Regions from separate parts of the Mus musculus genome. Here region 2 is linked to region 1. Evidence: chromatin contacts called from public promoter capture Hi-C data. All regions are on one chromosome and are shown on one strand. The core of a region is the stretch at or near the end of the contact, and the rest is flanking DNA. Distances in the headings are between cores, read along the strand shown. Region 1 holds the start of Evi2b (ecotropic viral integration site 2b). Region 2 holds the start of Crlf3 (cytokine receptor-like factor 3).

Region 1 (3,538 bases), core at 353-2,852:
TGCCCTGAGCCTTGGACTTCTGCTACATGCTGGAGCCTTTGTAGAATTATGAACAAGAAAGGCAGAGGAGAGGCAGAGAGGCAGAGGCCTAGGCAGAGCCAGGCAGATCTCTCTGTGAGTTCAAGGCCAGCCTGATTACAGAGTTCCAGGACTTTAATTAATTAATTAAACCAGGATGCTATAAAGAAAAGTTATGTTGATAAAGTGTTAAAATAGGACCTAACCCACTTCCAAATTATTTTTCTTTGGGATTGCAGGTCTTTGGAAGCTCAGTGCATTTTTATTTATTTTATGTAATTGTTCCATTTAGTCACAAGGCAAGTATCTTTTGTATATACCAACAAGTTTTTACAAAACGTTCTTTCTGTGAATGTTTCTTTCTGTTCATATTCTTCACTAACAGGTCAGCTCAGAGTATGTGGCATAAGCACACATGTGAATATGCACATACCCACTTTATCATAATATTTTTTCCTTATGGAACTTTTACCTTATTTTTTTTTTTTTTTTTTGGTTTTTTCGAGACAGGGTTTTTCTGTATAGCTCTGACTGTCCTGGAACTCACTTTGTAGACCAGGCTGGCCTCGAACTCAGAAATCCACCTGCCTCTGCCTCCTGAGTGCTGGGATTAAAGGCATGCGCCACCATGTCCGGCCTTATGGAACTTTTAAAATGACATAATATATGTCATAATTATTACTTAAATATAAAATTTATTTTATACAAAAATGACATCTAATTTAATTTCTCTTTAAGTTAAAACGAAGGTGACCATTGATGGTTTATAAACTAAAGTGTTAGACAAAAATAATTTATGCCAGTAATGGTAGTGAATGCTTTTAATCCTAGTAACTTGTGTGTTGGAGACAGAAAGATCTGAGTTAGAAGCCGGCCTGGGCTGCATGTAAAAGCACTGACTTTTTTTTTTTTTTTCTTTCTAAATAGTGGGGAAAATACTGATGAGATAATCTAAATCTATAGGAATAGACAGTCTGTGTAGAAAGTAACTTAGACTCTGTCCCCTCTCTGTTTACAATGCCAGGCCAAACCCCAGGCCTTATACATGTGGGGCAGGCTCTGCCCCAGCTTGAGAATTTTTTAAACAATATTTTAGAGATTGTAAATTTAGTCAAAGCCTGTAGAATTTAATTTTATTTTTAACTCTTGCCTTACTTAAAATTATTAAAGTGATTTAACAAATATTTTGACTGAGTAAACTTCAAAGGGCTGATAATATTAAAATCTTGATAAAAATCTTTCAGACAGTATCAACCCTGAGTATAAATTTATAAAATTCTGCACAGCAGGACCACAGAAACTTTCTGTAGACATCTTTAAACTGTTGAGAGCTGAATTCAACTAAGTATGAAACACTAATACTGTTTTAGTTTTTAAAATAAATAAGCAAAACTGAAATCAGAAATCAGAGGGCCTGTGTCCAGGTGTGCTTACCTGTGAACTTCTTTCGCAGAATGTAAATTCTTGTTCTAACAGGACATGTTGGTGATTTGGCTGAGAGAGCAAAGGGGTGTTTCAGTGCGGATTAACGGTGGTCTCCAGCGCACTGAGACGGCTTCTGTGCAGCAGAGGAAGTTTATCAGTAGCCGTTACAGGAAGTGCAATATGCCACAGAATGACTAAGAGTTTGCTCCTTCACCAGAGCGTATTTTGAAACACAATCTATATAACTTTAAGTGCTTGTAGCTGATGTTTGTAACTGATCCCTGACTCTCCAGGCATGGGGATCCATAATCTAAAAATTTAGGACGGAGTCTTGCCTGAGAAATTATCTATTCTGAGGTAAATTCTGAGGGATATTTCTTATTAGAAGAAATGAATGTTGTGTAGGTCTCAGGCAAGTCAGTGCCTTCTCACTCACCATTTCCTCCTCTAAAAACCTACTGTTTTGGAACATTGTGAGCACTGGGTAAGATGACACCTCCCATGGCAGGTGAGCCGTGCATGTGAGTGTTACTCCTTCATCGGTAGCTTAAATTGACTCCATGAGGATAACTGAATTATTCTGTGTCTGCCACCCAACTTCATCTTTGATTGCAGAAAATGGGAGCAACTGTCTGAAGTCATTTCCAATCAGGTCTGTTTTACCCTTGAAGAAGACAAGCAGAGCCTGGCATAATGATGCATGCCTGTAATCTCAGCATTTTAGAGGCAGAGCAGGAGGCTCTCTGGTGTGTTGGAGATCATCACACACAGTGACTTTGAGGCCAGCCTGAATTACAGAACAAACAAAACCCCTCACTCCACCCCCAGACCTTATAACCACAAAAGGACTAGGGCAGAGCAGCCAGAAGAGATGTGAGAGAAAGAAAGACATTCATGATGCTCTGGAGAGTAAAAGTGAAAGGGGAAAGTCTGCTTGCCCTCTGTGCTTTAATTTTCATTTTATCGACACTTTGCTTTATCTGGTTATGATTTACTAAACATTTAGGGAGAGGAACTTTTTTTTAAAACTAGTAGTAAATTCATGAGAAAATTTGTATCAGCAGTTAAGAGCACTGACTGTTCTTCCAAACAACCAAGTTCAGCTCCCAGCACCCACATGGAAGCTCACAACCATCTGTAACTCCAGTCCTAGAGAGGATCTGGTGCTCTCTTCTTGCCTCTGTGGGCACCAGACACATATGTAGTGCATAGACACATATGCAAGCAAAATACCCATACACATTAAAAAAGATAGAAAGAAAATAATTTGATTTCATGTGCCTCTCAACACACAGTTCATTTAAAGATGTAACCCAGAATTTGAAGTAACAGAGTTGACAGAGGTAAATGTGATGGTCAAGGGTAACACCATCGGGCTGCAGAGATGGCTCAGCAGTTAAGAGCACTGACTGCTCATCAGAAGGTCCTGGGTTCAAGTCCCAGCAACCACATGGAGACTCACAACCATCCATAATGAAATCTGACATCCTCTTCTGGTGCATCTGGAAACAGCTACAGTGTACTTATATATAATAAATAAATCTTTTATACGGGGGAAAAAGGTAACATCATCTAGGAAGTTAGGAAGAAACACCCAGTACTTGACTTGAAAGTCAGCTCAATATAACTGGAATCAGGTGGAGGGCGTGAGATTAGGCATTGATATTTTTATTTGGTTCTGATGTGTAGCCAGGATGAATCACTAATTAAGAGGAAAATGTTAAGGGCTTAGAGGGATGGCTTAATAGTTAAGGGCATTTGCTGCTCTTGTAGAGTACCCAAGTCTAACACCCACCTGGCAAGTCACAGCTGTCTGTAACTCTAGTTCCAGGGGATCTGACACCCTTTTCTGGCAAGGGCACTGCATGAACATTGTGCATAGACATACATACAGGCAAAACACCCACATAAAATAAAAATAAATCCTTACATTTTTAACAAAGGAACATACAGGGCTGGAGAAATGACTCAGAGGTTAAGAGCACAACCAGAGGTCTTGAGTTCAATTCCCAGCATAGTAGCTCATAACCATCTGTAATGAGATCTAGTGACTTCTTCTGGCACGCAGGCATACATGCAGGCAGAATGCTGAATA
Region 2 (3,726 bases), core at 970-3,469, 560 kb after region 1:
AACATCTAACTATCTAGGGTGGGAATCACTCAAAAACTGCACTCAACACACACACAAGACATTAATAAGTACTACACCCAGTGCTTACCTCATTCTTCTAGTGCCAACCCTAATGCCTCTTAATTGCTGAGGGAGCTGAACAACAGCCATGCTCGTGTGTAAGATATATGAACTGGCTGACACATTAGTCATTTATTACAGGGTACTTTAGCCAAGAATGGTGGAAACATGCCTGTTATCCCAGTACTCCAGAGGCTGAGGCTGGAGGATTTCCAGCTGTTGCCAGCCTTGGTTGGCTACATGGTGAGTCCCAGGATAGCCTTGGCTACTTAGCAAGATCTTGTTTGTTTGTTTGTTTTAAAAAAAAAGGAGATGGCTCAGTGGTTAAGGGCACTGATTGCTCTTCCAGAGGTTTTGAGTTCAATTCCCAACAACCACATGGTGGCTCACAACCATCTGTAATGGGATCTGATGCCCTCTTTTGGTGTGTCTGAAGATATCAACAGTGTGCTCATATATAAAAAAATAAATAAATTTAAAAGAAAAAAAAAAACCTGAGTGGTGGAGGCTAGCAAATATTTGAGTTCAAGGCCAGCCTCGTCTACAAAGCAAGTTCCAGGACGGTCAGAGCTACACAGAGAAACCCTGTTTCAAAAAAAATAAATGAATAATTAAAAAATTAAAATTTAAAAATGTTCGAGGGGGTGGTGTGGGAGGTGACTAAGATAAAATACACTGTATGCATACATGAAATTCACAGACTAAGCAGTACTATATAAAAGAGGGTATTTTAAACCTTTTTTTTTTAAATCCTAGATTTTCAACATTTATTTCAAAATAGCAGAAGGAATAATGCAGATTCTTTCCAAAGGAAATCCAGATGTCTGCATTGGAAGACCTTGAAAGTATTCACCAAATCAGGTTTAAATCATAAGTCGTATCTGGATTCTGATCCTAGTTCTAGCTCAACTGTTGATGCCTGGCCTACACCAGCTCTAGAGAGGTTTAAATTATTAGCAATGACAATATTCGAAGATTATCGCAGCACTACTTCACCATTTTCTGCTTCGGCACAGCAGCACTGGAGTTACCAGTGTGACGGTACCCTACAAAACTAGGCCTAGAGAAATTCTAATGAATTTCCATTTCCTCAAAAAGCATTAACTAAAGCACTTAATAGTAATGTGAGGATTATCTATCTTATCTAGCATTAGCAGGGGCTTATATCTTTTTCTGTATACCTTTGAGAGTGGAGAGGAGCCATGTGGCTTTCCGCTATCTCTGTTCGACCTTTCCTTGTGGAGAGATAACTGCAGTACTTGAAAGTGTATTTAGCCTCTTCTATTACCAGTCCTCTCTTAAAATCTGTTTTTCCATTTCCCTTCACCTTTGTATACCCTCCCTGAAACATCTTGTTTTGCTCCTTCTGCCCTTCAACATCCTTCACCTTCAGTTCTAGCCTGTCTAGAGATTACTCTAAAAGGTTGTTCAAGGCGTTCGGGATCTTGTGAGATGTTCAAATAACAACCCCCCCCCCCCCCCGTCCCCATTCATTCGGCATTAAGGTCACTGCTGCTCAACCTCTCCATTTCTCCTTACTTCTTCCCTCTCCCTCTACTTCGTCTCCACCTTTACTGTCCCCAGGTCAGTGCCCTCAGGCTTTCTAAACCGAGTTATCTGTCGCAGGTTTCCCCTGACTATGCCCTCTTCCTCCCAACTCTCTTTTCCGATCTTCACTCTGCGATCCCTCGGGTTTTGCTCCCGTGGTTCATCCTCGGACACCACCCCTACGCTCACCAAGTGCCCCGCGAGGCGGCTCAGGAGCGCTCCCCAAACTCTTTCTCAGTCCGCCAAACTTATCTTTCCCTTGAAGAACTCTGCAGGACCCACCTCCCCATGTCACGTCTCCCACAGGTCTGCGACCCACTTCCTCTGCTGAGCCTCGGGGCGCCCCCGCCGCGCGCGCCCACCCTCCGGCCCGCGCCCTCTAAGGCCCGCAGCGGCCCTCCGACCTGCCTCTGCGCCTCCCGCAGCCCCTGCAGCCGCTGGCCCAGCTCCCGCCGGTAGCTCTGCGCCGCCTCCACGTTCTCGCGGGCTTCCTGAAGCAGCACCTCGGGCTCCGGCTCCATCGCGCCCTTCATCTGGTCGCGCGGCCCGCCGGATTCCCGACTGCGCCTAGCTCCCGCGAGCGACCCCGAGCGGCCTCGCGCAGCGGAAGCGCCGCCCCGCCCTGCCCTGTCCTTCACGCCCCGCCCCCGCTGCCGCTTGATTGACAGACGCCGGGGGGTGGGGGTGGGGGGGACACAGGCACTAATGGCGCCTTGGTCTGAGTGAGTGAAACCTGCTGCGCCGTCTGCTCAGCTCCTCCTCCGGCCTCTTTGCTGCGCCCGCCTGGACACTTCCTCAGGAAACAAGTGGAGGCTAGAGTAGAAACACGTGAACACGTCTCTAAGTGCTTCCCACTTCTTATCTTACTGCACTACTTATCTGCCCTGCACAGTGGAGGAAGTGGAGGGACACAGAGGGGGGATCTACTCTCCTAAACTCAGTGCATGATCTCCAGGGCCGAGGCTACAGCTCTGGGCCTTAAATCGTCGCTGTACTACCTTCCTAGTAAATGCCAGCTGAGGCGGGAATTTTGGGAGGATACTTGACCCAGGCGCCACTACCTAGATACTCTTAGGAGGGAGGTGAAAGAGAGAGAGAGGCCCAAGTGATGACCAGCTGTACAGCAATCTTGGCAGAAGGCCAAGGCGAATGATGGCACGTTTTCTTCGGTAAGGGCCTCCCGATAAATATCTGCTGGCATGTGATAAAGTGTATGTTTCGCTGTATTAAGTAAATGGGTGTGACCATGTATAGTAAAAACAAGAGGAGCCGCTTGCTCCTGTGTTTCAGCCCTAAGAGAGGCCGGGGAAGGAGGGTTGCTTGGAATGGGGAGCAAAAAAGGCAGATTGGACAACAAGGATGTAAAAATAAACCTTTCAATACAGAATTTTAGATATGGCATAATAACTTTCACGTGTCACAACATGGTCTTTGTAATTTTCCCCCCAAACTATTAAAACGGTAAAAAGTGATCTGCTGAAAAGCCACACTAAAACTGGTTGGATTTGAGTCCTTAAATGAGCCATAAGCCCAAGGTGTGTAAATTGTCCTCAGCAGGATCAGACACGGTACAGGATTGTCTCAGGATTATGCAATGGATCTGTATTAGAGGCCAGATCGAAGATGTTCCAGGTCAGACTGTTCTTCCCACATGGGCGAAACATAGGGGCATACCCTCTACTCCCAGCTCTTGGGAAGATCTGGAACTCAGAACAGTTATCTGGTTGTTACGTAGTGAGTCTGGGAGAAACGTGAGTGATATAAAACACTGTCTGGAAAAAAAAAAAAGACACTTTCAAAAGTAGGGAGGGGGAGTTCCAGGCCAGCCTGGTCTATAAATAAATAAATAAATAAATAAAGTGGGGAGGGGAAGGAAGAGAGGAGAAGAAGAAATAAAAGAATACTTGAAAATAAGGAAAACAGCTGGGCAGTGGTGACAAACCCCTTTAGTCCCAGCCAGTGACAGGTAAATCTTTTGAGTTTGAGGCCTAAAGACTGAGTTCCACAATGGCCAGGGCTACACAGAGAAACCGTAATCTTCAAACAAACAAACAAACAAAAAATGAATAAATAAAATAAGAAAGTAAAGAAAATAGAAGGAAGCCCTTTTGAAAGAAA

Evidence for each region. Capture Hi-C pulls out chosen DNA fragments and counts their contacts.
Region 2: a promoter capture Hi-C map of liver shows a contact between it and region 1, with 3 times the contacts expected there. The contact joins the promoter of Crlf3 here to the promoter of Evi2b in region 1. A contact is called at or near these places in 2 of 39 promoter capture datasets (liver and pre-B cells), 10 of 484 Hi-C or Micro-C datasets (B cells, CD4 T cells, CD8 T cells and 4 more), 4 of 115 datasets of contacts at active chromatin or transcription factors (bone marrow-derived dendritic cells, embryonic forebrain, memory CD8 T cells and 1 more) and 2 of 9 other capture datasets (adipose tissue and liver).

Annotation. Positions count from the first base shown.
Region 1 is chr11:79,522,160-79,525,697 of GRCm38.p6, forward strand. Evi2b (ecotropic viral integration site 2b) reads right to left here and starts at 1,603. Exons shown (of 2, transcript NM_001077496.1): 1 at 1,453-1,603. The region is part of intron 36 of Nf1 (neurofibromin 1); the gene reads left to right. It overlaps Evi2 (ecotropic viral integration site 2), which reads right to left. Exons shown (of 4, transcript NM_146023.4): 3 at 1,453-1,576.
Region 2 is chr11:80,078,772-80,082,497 of GRCm38.p6, forward strand. Crlf3 (cytokine receptor-like factor 3) reads right to left here and starts at 2,220. Exons shown (of 8, transcript NM_018776.2): 1 at 2,013-2,220. The coding sequence starts at 2,141.